Regions from separate parts of the Mus musculus genome. Here regions 2 and 3 are each linked to region 1. Evidence: chromatin contacts called from public HiChIP or PLAC-seq and promoter capture Hi-C data. All regions are on one chromosome and are shown on one strand. The core of a region is the stretch at or near the end of the contact, and the rest is flanking DNA. Distances in the headings are between cores, read along the strand shown. Region 1 holds the start of Fam189a1 (family with sequence similarity 189, member A1). Region 2 overlaps Fam189a1 (family with sequence similarity 189, member A1). Region 3 overlaps Fam189a1 (family with sequence similarity 189, member A1).

Region 1 (3,196 bases), core at 35-2,534:
TAGTTACAGATGTCAAGAGTTCTCGAAACAAGTGCCCATCGTTATAAATACCCGTGCCACATTTATCCCTATTCCCATATGTCCATGCTTTATTAATACAGAATATAAGCAACTTTCACCAAAACAATACAAAATACCAAAAAAAAAAAAAAAAGAAAGAAAGAAAGAAAGAAAGAAAGAAAGAAAGAAAAGAAAAGAAAAGAAAAGAAAAGAAAAGAAAATCATCTCGAACCAATGGCTTCTTTAATAAATGTTTGCTGGAGGAAACATTTGAGGGTCAAGAACCCGAAAATCAATCTGGATTTTAAATAGCACGCTCCTGACTCCGGATCTCCAGCAGGTCCAGCCAGACCGTCCTGGGCTTAAGGGGAAACAAGATGTCCCTGCGTCCGGGAGGTGCCAGAGCGGGGACCAGTCGGTCCTCTCCAGACTGACCCACAGCCCTGCGCGCCCCCGGCGAGAACCGCAGCGAAGGGAGCCGTGCACAGCGGGTACTGCACCGGGCTCGGGCGCCCCCGTGCCGCCTTGGTCACAGTCGCCCGCTGCCCGGGTCGGTCATCGGCGGCGAGTGGGGATCCGGGCAGTTGTCCCAGGCAGGCACCAGCCACCGACTGCTACCCACCAGGTGGCGAAGGGAGGGCGCCTGGCTGTTTTCCCCTCAGAAAAGTAACTCCGGGCGCAACGCTTTGGAGCGGCAGCGCGACGCGCGGCGGTCCCCGGAGTTCCCCGGCCCGGACTTGGAAACTGCTAGCCGAGCCGCAGCTGCCAGACCCGGGCGTCCGCTCCCCCACTCGGCGCCGGCCGCGTCCCCCGCCACTGCAGCTCCGGGTCCCAGCCCGCGCCGCCGCCGCAGACACTCACCGAGAAGCCGGCCCAGAAAGGGCAGGAGTGGCGCACGCGGGCGGAGGTGGTGAGAGCCAGCGCCGCGAAGCTCACGGCCACGATGAGGCATCCGAGCGCCATCTGCGTGGCCCCGAGAGCCAGCACGATGCGGGAACGGCCCGGGCACTCGCGCAGGCGGGACAGGCTGCGGGGCAGCGCGTGCGGACGCGGTGTGCGGGGGCCGCCGGCCGGAGGCATCTCGTCCCGCAAGCTCTCTCCGCGCTGCGCTCCTCTCACCGAGGCGCCGGGGCAAGTTGCGCTGGCTGCGGGGACCGCCTCCCCGCGGGCAGCAGCAGAGGCTGCGGCGCGCGGCCGACGCGAGCGGCTCGGGCCGGGCGGAGAGCCGGGCGCCCGCAGCCCGCACCGGTGCCCGCGCCCATGCCACCGCCGCTGCGCAGGGCCCGCCGGCCGCGCTGCGCCCTCTCCCGCTCGCCCGCCCGTCCGCGCGCTCCCCTGGCCGAGCGCGGGCGCGAGCCGCCGTGCCGGGCGCGAGCCGCCGCGGGCTTCGGGAGCGAGCCTAGCCGCTGTGCGCCGGGGCCCGGGAGGGAACCGAAGCCGAAGGGGGGGACAAGGCAGGGAGCAGGAGAGGTCGCGGGTGTGTCCTCCGCGTTGGTGCCTCCTCCTGGGCCGAGTCGGATACTGGGGAGAGGACGGACGGAGCCTGGACACCGGCAAGGACAGAGGACTCCGAGAGGACCCTTTGGCCAAGGCGTGGGAGCGGGGTTGTGGGACCTGAGGCTCTGAAAGGGCTTGGATGTCGATTTCCTGCGCTGAGCCCCAGGCGTGGCGACCTCCAGTTAATAAGCCTAGCCGCCTTCGTGCAGAATCACCCTAGAAGCCACCTAGGACACCCCTGGGGCAAGCAGCTGCCTTCTATCCACTTCTCCTTTGCGGGGCGTTTTATAAAACAAGTCCCAAGTTTAGCCTTTAAAACAGTATACAAGAGCAAATGTAAATGGAGGTTGTATTAAACAGCCTATACTCCCTCTTGCCCCCAGATTTAATGATTGGCTTCCTTGAAATTGCAAGGAAACCTGGAAATTCGGTTGTCCCAATGCCTTTTGTGGTCCTGTTGATGGGACAACTTTAAGCCTATCAGTGTTGAATGGAGTCTGCAGGGTCGGAAGTATGAAGGACTGGCCGAAAAGGAAAGTTGCAAAAGATGAAATTCAAAGGTCATTCTTCCATGACCTCTTGGCAGGACTTATGGAGTCCTCCATCCCTGTCTGCCTCCTCCCCCTCAACCCCCGCCCCATTGGATTGGAAATACCGAACAGTGTCCTCCCGAAAATATCTCAATTGCTGGTGCTTGAAATTTCAGCGTTAGAGATATTGATTCCTTTGGGGCTTGACGAGCCCCTATTAAAATGCAAATTCCCCTTGAAGGGGCAATAGCTCAGCCTTTATCAGCCAACACCTTACCAGGGATGGGATTTATTTTCCAATTTAACTGGATGGCCAAGGGATGAAGAGAGAGAGGGTGGGAATCCCAGGATAAAGTGGATGACCTCCAAATATTGGCCCGTGGCCAACTGCTGTCGTCTCTCCCAGTTCTTTATAAAATGAAATAAGCCTCTGGCCAGGTGTTTAGAGCGCCCTAGTACAAATTCCAATTTCCTGGAGGTATTTTCTATCTAGAAGTTCTCAGGAAGCATTTTTGTCAGTGCTTGAAACAATATCAAAGCGTGATACTCGACTGCCCTCACCTCCCTCGCCCATTCAGGCATTCTTCTGAAAACCGGCTCAGACTAGGGGGTCTAAGCAGAAGCCACCCATTTAAGGCTCTTAGAGGTAAGTACCTCAGCAAACAAAAACCAGACAGAAGCCTTGCCTCTAAGACATCAAAAGAGAGATAATCGGCATTACAAATGAGCAAATTACTTAGCTTATCCACATTGTATACTAGTCAAAATTATGTTTAAAAGTCCACTGTTTGGCAGGGAGAAGGTCTGAGACAAGTAAAAGCAGGCAGGCCCCCCGGGGGGGGGGGCGCTTTTTGGTCTCCGGGGGACTTTGTCAGCACACAGATAATTGCTCCAAAGTCAGTTGCATCTGGGTTCAGTGGGATAGAAAATACTGCTACACCTGCCGCCCCGGCGATTGGAAAGGAGCTTTCTGACCACACTGTAATCCAGAAGATATTGCTATCAGCATGGCAAGAGAGGGTGACAGGGAAGGGTGGGAGTGGTTCCAGAGGCGAACAAGAATTCTATTTGGAACTAGGTTCCATGATACATTCTGTCAAAGAAACTGGCTGCAATCTGCCATGTCTCAAGACCTTGAATAATGTTGAGCTGAAAAATATGGAACTAGT
Region 2 (3,347 bases), core at 308-2,807, 140 kb before region 1:
CTGTAATTCATGTCTCAATATCCTAATCTTGAATATGTACTCACTAGGCAGAGACCCAGTCTGTACTATCTACATCTCTATCTCCAGAAGCTAGAGAAGGCCTGGCCCACAGCAGCATTCTAATGAATACAGATACATGTGTGGCTGGGTAGGTAGATGGGCAAATGGATGGGTGAGTGAATGGACAGATGGAGGGAGAACAGAATGGGAGAGAGGATGAGAGAGTACAAAGAGAAGCTAGAAAAAGCTGTGGAAGCTGTGGCATCAGTCATCTCTGTACCACCAAGCCCAATCTACATCATTGTACCACCAAGCCCAATCTGCATCATTGTACCACCAAGCCCAATCTAATTAGCTTTAACTTTTCCTGGAGATCCTCCCCTCCCCACAAAGAGCCATCGACCATGCTGAGTCTTGGATATGGTAAAGGAAGTGAAGGGAAGACAACAACGTATTGAATGGAAATGCTCATGGTCTCTGGGTTGTCCTTTCCTGCCTGCAAGAGTTCCGCCCTCCCCAGTGCCTAGCTGCAGCTCCCCTTTGTAGAAGTCTACTGAAGCTGGCTTCTGTTGCTTGCTCCAAAATACAACTGTCCCAAGTTGTATTAATTGTATTAATGGGTTGTTGGTACTCACTGTGTACCAAACTGTTTCCTTGCTCACTCCATCCTCACAAGGATGCGATGGAGGACAAACCATTACAACAACTCAGTATTCTGAAGATGATAAACAAAAGATCTGGAACAGGTCACGAAACCTGAATAAGCCACGTGAGCAGTAACAGGGGTAGGGGTTAGAGCTCGCCTTCTGGCTTGGTGCCAGATGCCTAAACTACTGGAACATTCTCCTCCCCGCTAAGCCCCAACCCATATAGCTCTACTGTGTAAATAAAGAACAAAGCATGACAGAGGTTCCTTATGAACTTGCTTTTAGTGGACTCCACCTATGTCACCTTTCACAGCTGTGACCTTGCTGAGAATCACTCTCTCATGATAAAATCTTACAACTGGCTCTAGGTGCATTTTATAGGCAAGTCTTAAACAAAACTAACAACTCCAAGAATAATTACTTTTTTCGGGACCCTCTACATCTAAATGGATGTAGCATATAGAACCTTTATTTTAAAAATCATTTTTAGACTTAAGTAGCAGTAAACCCCCTCGTTTGGTTAGAATCTTATACTCCCTGGCATCTACAGGTACAGGGTATACAGAACCACTTGAGGGAATGCGACGAGTAAATTGAAAAGCAAAATAAATCTTATAAGCCTATTTCCACACACACAAAATTTTAGATAACAAGTTTTTAAAGGCCAGGAGTGGGAGGCAGACGTGAGGAAATCAATCCAATTGCCTCTCGTTCTGGGAGTAGGAAGCCTCCTTTTCAATTCTTCAAATTAATGAAATGAACACAAGACCACTCTGATTAGAGAGTCTGTAATAATAACAGCCTGCCATGCATTTGCATTTTCTTTCAGTGCGAACAGGCTATTTTGATAGTCAGGAAAACCATGACAAATTGGCTGAGATTCCACCCTTTGTTGCTGTAAAATGGCTCTCTGGCTGTAGCAGGCAGTATCACTGTGAAACACACTTACCTTCCAACAGACGGGCAGAGTGAGGCCGTTAAACACAAAATTCCTGACATGTTCTCTCTGTGCAGTGGCTCTAATTGTAACTTAAAAGACTTCTGTTCACTCCAGGCAATGCCTGCACATTTCTATGTACAACTTCAGTTCACGTGGCACCACAATAAGCTGCATGTCTGGTCCTGGGCACAGCCATTGGGTTCAACATCCCAGGCCCTCCCTGCCCACGCAAGTCAGGTCAGAACCATTGCATTTATTTTTCTGTTATTTTTCAGCCCGCTGTTCACCAACCCTCTCCATTGATGCCTTCTCACAGTCTCAGTCTCCTTCTGAGCATCACCTCTGGGTTTTTTGCCTGGACAGATGCCCCAATGCCTCTTCTTGCACCATGTTATATCTTAGGACAAGTGAGTTATTTCCCACCCGAACTTCTCTCTCACTTGCCACTTCAGCCCATATCTGGTCACTTGTTCCAGCAGGCATCACTGCTATGGAGGGGTGTGAGAGCTGGTGTTCACATAGCACCCAGGGTGGGCTGTGAACACCACTGCAGTACACACATGCAGGAGCTGGAGGGGCTGTCTCAGAACCAGCCTCAGTTCACATACTTCTACTTCCTGGTGTCAGCTGTGGCTTCTCCTAACTGCTATCAGGGATCTTTAACTAATCATGAAAGCTTAGAATTGGCCAGTTCCACTGTGGTCCATTTTTGGCTTCTGACACATTCCTGGGCATCAGTCTCCAATGGGGAACCCAAGGTTAATCATTGGTTGTCGTCTATGTTCTCATCATATTCTCCCAGCATGATGTGTCAATCATGCCCAAGGTTCTTACCAGAACCCAAGCTATCCACCTGAGCCAGCACACTGGACCCAGAGTCGGCACTTAGGGCTGAGACTGTATGCCATATCCAGAATCACGGACAGGAGTGAACTGAATTCAGTAGGATACACCACAACCAACCTTAGTTAACTCAACCTTTAAGCTACATTTTCCTTTCCACATAGTGAGTAACCACAATCTAATACAGCTTACCCTGACTTCAAATGGTTCCACTTAATTATTCTCTTCTGAATGACAGTGCAGACTTGATTAAGTACTCAGTAGAAACCATACTGGGTTATGAACTTTGTCTTTTCTTGGACTAAAGATAGGTAGTATAATGAATTCTTAAGATGTGGAGTAGCAGCAGTGAGCCAGAGCCCCCACTGAGCCAGCAGATCCCCAGGGGATACAATTCAAACATTCTCCAGTGCTGTTGAAACCTATAGTGCCCTGGAGGTCATGGGTAGTAAGCACACTTTGAACTCGTGACATATCTGTATCAGGACAGATTTGTGACCCTAACACAAGTGCAATGTGACAAAGTCTGTGCCTGCTCAGGAAGGATCACAGGCATCTCTTTCCTTTATGCTCCTTTCCATTCAGAACTAAGAGTAGGTGGCATGGGGACGTGTCTCAGTGGTAAAGTGACTGATGAACATAGTCAGGACTCCAGCATCAGGAAATAGTAACAGCAATGCTTAAATAAACAAATGGTCAAAAATCCCCTTTGCCCTTTGCAATTGCAAACTGCACTGGCAATTTCTGTGCATTTCATCTTAAGACTGTTTATGTTAGTTCACACATCCCCAAGAGAAAACCAAAATCATTTCATGGTGTCTTACTCTGCAGCACGTAATATAGCTAGTTTAAAATGATTGTTTTGGAGTCAACATAATCTCCACAAAGTCTCTTTCACTCAGATTTCATTCTTCCAA
Region 3 (3,356 bases), core at 388-2,887, 230 kb before region 1:
CCTCCAGAGCTCCTAGGGACTAAACCACCAACCAAAGAGTACACATGGTGGGACTCATAGCTCTAGCTGCATATGTAGCAGAGGATGGCCTAGTTGGTCTCCTCAAGGGAGGAGAGGCCCTTGGTCCTGTGAAGGTTCTATGCCCCAGTATAGGGGAATGGCAGGGCCAGGAAGCGGGAGTGGGTGGGTTGGTAAGCAGGGGTAGAGGGTAGGGTATGGGGGGTTTTCAGAGGGGTAACTAGGAAAGGGGATAACATTTGAAATGTAAATAAAGAAAATATCTAATAAAAAGTATATAGTGTTGATAAGAACATACATTTTCTAATTTTGTCAACTGAGGAGACCTAGAAGCAAAGAACTCAAAACATACTCATAGGCCAGCACCCAGGTTTCTCAACAGTGTTCTCCAACAAAAGAAATCCAGAACTGAGCCTCCGAGCCTCCTAGGGGAAACAGCTGATTTGCTCAGGAGCTTGGTGGGAAACAAGATGAGCCAGGATGTATTTTAATACTAGAAAGTAAAGAAATGATGAGATGGATTGGGAATACATTTGCCTAGCACAGGGGAGATCCTGGGTTCAATTCCCAACACGCACACGCACACACACACACACACACGCACACACACACACTACACCAAAGGTCAACAGCCTAGCAATGCTGGAACTGTATTAGCATGGCACAGGAGTTGAATGGAAATAAATTCAACAATATAAAGCAATGTTGAATAAACATTGAGTAAAAGAGCACAAATAGAAGAAGGTTAACCTTTCCCAGAGATATCTTAGTACCATTCCGTCCACCATGTGAGCAAGATCAACCTCCAGACTTTACTGTGCATCATGACACTGTGAGCCCATGAAATTATGGGATGAGGATGGCGTTTTCCCCTGTAGTTTTTCCTCCAAACTCCATTGAATACAGGAGCCAAACATCAAACTGAGGAGGGGAAGGGGAGGGGGTAAGGGGAGGAGAGAGATAAGGAGTAGAGGGAGAGGAGAGAGGAGGGGAGAGGGACAGGAGAAGGAAGGGAGGAGGAAGGAGACAAGGAAGAAGGGAGAGAGAAAAGGAGAGGGAGTGGGAGGTGAAAGGAGAGAGAGAGAGAGAGGGAGAGAGAGAGAGAGAGAGAGAGAGAGAGAGAGAGAGAAGGAAAGTGAGAGGGGGGAAGAAAGGGAGAAGGATAAGGAGGGAGAGGGATGGGGGAGGGAGACAGAAAGGAAGGGAGAGGAAGGGAGAGGTTGGGAGAAGAAGAGAAGGGAGGTGGTGAAGGAGGGTAGAGGGATGTGGGGTCATACCAGATTCAACCCCTAACGCGGCATCCTGGATGAGATCTGGGCATACACTAAAGAACTATGAGTTAACTGTGGGCTTGAATTAATAATGCTGCATTAGCACTGGCTTATTAACTTTCATAAATGCACTGCCCAAATCCAAGATGTGACCAGTGGAGGAAACCCAGGGCATACTTTAGACAGCCACCCTAGTTTCCCATACATGTGAAACTGCTCTAGAAGATGACGTTTATTTTAGAAGTCCAAACAGCAATCACAAAGCATAAATATCTCCCACAGTCCCACTCTACCTCCCTGTAAGCTGCTTTTATAAATAAGTGGATGCTGGCTGCTCCAATCCCCAGGGCTGAGCACAAGTACTGTATTTTCACAACACCTACAGCATGCCAGTGAGCTGTCAACTGCCCTGATTTCATCCCTGAATCAAATTAATTCACAGAGGAGATGAGTTTCAGTCCAAATGAATGGGCTTAATGTAACGTTTGCTTGCTTGATGTAGGAAGAAAAAAATGTTAGCGTGTGGTTTTTAGCCACACCAAAGAGGGGTTGCTTCTCAGTTTGCATCGGGCATGCTGATCACCAGCTGGCATATGCCTTCTGAAAAACAGGCCCTCTGAGCACGCAGGGAAGACCCAGCACTGCAGGTTGGGCATCTTACCACCCTAAGAACAATCTAGACAACTAGAGGCTTCCCAGATGACATCTGAACAGGAACGTACAGCATTAATGCTGGCATACCACGCCCATCAGTGACAGCATGGTACTAACATACCAAGAAGACAAGCTGAGCAGCTGGGCTAAGACAAGCTATTCACCTGTGCACGTGCCATCTTCTCATGGCGGCAGAACTACCTAAGCCAGAAATAGAGCATTCATATGTCAAGTTCCTGGTAACCCAGGGATCTCAGGGATGGGGACTGGTGCCTGATAGAACAAAAGTCCAGGTTTCACTACAACTAAGTTGCGGGCAGATTTAAGGTATTTAGCCAGGAGTACCAGAGAGAAGGGAATGCTAGCCACGGGAGGCTTAGAAGAGCCCAATTGCTGCCTTATGGCTCTAAAGCAGGTTAAAAATGAGCTATGTGAGTGTGTGTCTTTTATCCACAGATCCAAGGAAACAAGGGCAGTGGCTAGTAGCGTGGCCTACCCAGATCTTAAAGCAGGGAAGTAGAAACTACATGGTGCCCAATGCCAGTCATGCAGCATGAATCCACCTGAGGCAGTAGAGGTGGATAGTTGGGTGTCTAAGGAGAGGAACATGGTATTGCCCCAGAACAAAACTGCATTTCACTAAGTTCTTTTGACACTGTCAGCCATCACCTCTGTTAGGCCTGGGTGAGGAGCGCTGGCTCAGTGGCACTAAAGCACAGATGACATATGTCAACAATTTGCACAGTCAATGTGATGATAATCTATGGTTCGCTAGGATAAAACTACTAATAACCAACAGAAAATGTGCCTTAGTCTAATGTATGCCAATGCTAGGCTCACACAAAGGTCACAGGGAGTTGCTAGGCTCCTCTTCTTGCCCTGGGGTGGGGGGTGGGGGGTGGACCAGATGAAAAAACAAAAAACAAACAAACAAGAAAAACAAAACAACAACAAAAAAAACCAGGCAACGCAAAGCCTGGTGTGTGGCTCACATCTGTAATCCCAGCTCTGGGAGGCTGAGGCAGGAGGAGCAACAATGGTCTGGCTACACAGCAAATCCCATGCCAGTGTGGATTACAGTGTGAGATCCTGTCAAGAGAGGAAGGGAGGGAAGGAGGGAGGGAGGGAGAAAGAAGGGAGGGGGAGGGAGAAGGAGGGAGGAGGGGAGAGGAGAGCACAAGGGAGAGAAGGAGGGGAGGGGAGGGGGAAGGGAAAGAAGAAAGGGAAGGGGAAGGGGAAGGGGAAGGGAAGGGAAAGGGAAGGGGAAGGGGAAGGGGAAGGGGAAGGGAACGGAAGGGGAAGGGGAAGGGAAGGGGAAGGGGAAGGGAAGGGAAAGGGAAGGGAAGGGGAAGGGAAGGGGAAGGGGAAGGGGAAGGGAACGGAAGGGGAAGGGGGAGGGGAAGGGGAGGGAAA

The links. Promoter capture Hi-C pulls out the DNA fragments that hold promoters and counts their contacts. HiChIP or PLAC-seq counts read pairs in DNA pulled down with a chosen protein or histone mark.
Region 2: a promoter capture Hi-C map of hippocampal neurons shows a contact between it and region 1, with 2.4 times the contacts expected there. The contact joins the enhancer-like site here to the promoter of Fam189a1 in region 1. A contact is called at or near these places in 3 of 39 promoter capture datasets (the C10 cell line and hippocampal neurons), 4 of 484 Hi-C or Micro-C datasets (cortical neurons, nephron progenitors and stem cell-derived neural progenitor cells) and 2 of 115 datasets of contacts at active chromatin or transcription factors (embryonic forebrain and large pre-B cells).
Region 3: a contact with region 1 is called in an H3K4me3 HiChIP or PLAC-seq map of forebrain, with 3 times the contacts expected there. The contact joins the enhancer-like site here to the promoter of Fam189a1 in region 1. A contact is called at or near these places in 11 of 39 promoter capture datasets (3T3-L1-derived adipocytes, the C10 cell line, the HPC-7 cell line and 5 more), 8 of 484 Hi-C or Micro-C datasets (cerebellum, cerebral cortex, embryonic stem cells and 4 more), 4 of 115 datasets of contacts at active chromatin or transcription factors (embryonic forebrain, embryonic stem cells, forebrain and 1 more) and 1 of 9 other capture datasets (adipose tissue).

The regions. Positions count from the first base shown.
Region 1 is chr7:65,155,244-65,158,439 of GRCm38.p6, forward strand. Fam189a1 (family with sequence similarity 189, member A1) reads right to left here and starts at 1,285. Exons shown (of 10, transcript NM_183087.4): 1 at 862-1,285. The coding sequence starts at 1,080.
Region 2 is chr7:65,016,719-65,020,065 of GRCm38.p6, forward strand. All of the region lies in intron 1 of Fam189a1 (family with sequence similarity 189, member A1), which reads right to left. Among named protein-coding and RNA genes, the nearest start is that of Gm32963, 29 kb to the right of the region's middle. Within about 2 kb of position 1,558, at least 12 of the 459 cell types and tissues checked have an H3K27ac peak or open chromatin away from gene starts, as enhancers often do. A contact at or near this core is called in cortical neurons and hippocampal neurons, where this site is marked.
Region 3 is chr7:64,929,519-64,932,874 of GRCm38.p6, forward strand. The region is part of intron 2 of Fam189a1 (family with sequence similarity 189, member A1); the gene reads right to left. Among named protein-coding and RNA genes, the nearest start is that of Nsmce3, 58 kb to the left of the region's middle. Within about 2 kb of position 1,638, at least 10 of the 459 cell types and tissues checked have an H3K27ac peak or open chromatin away from gene starts, as enhancers often do. A contact at or near this core is called in forebrain, where this site is marked.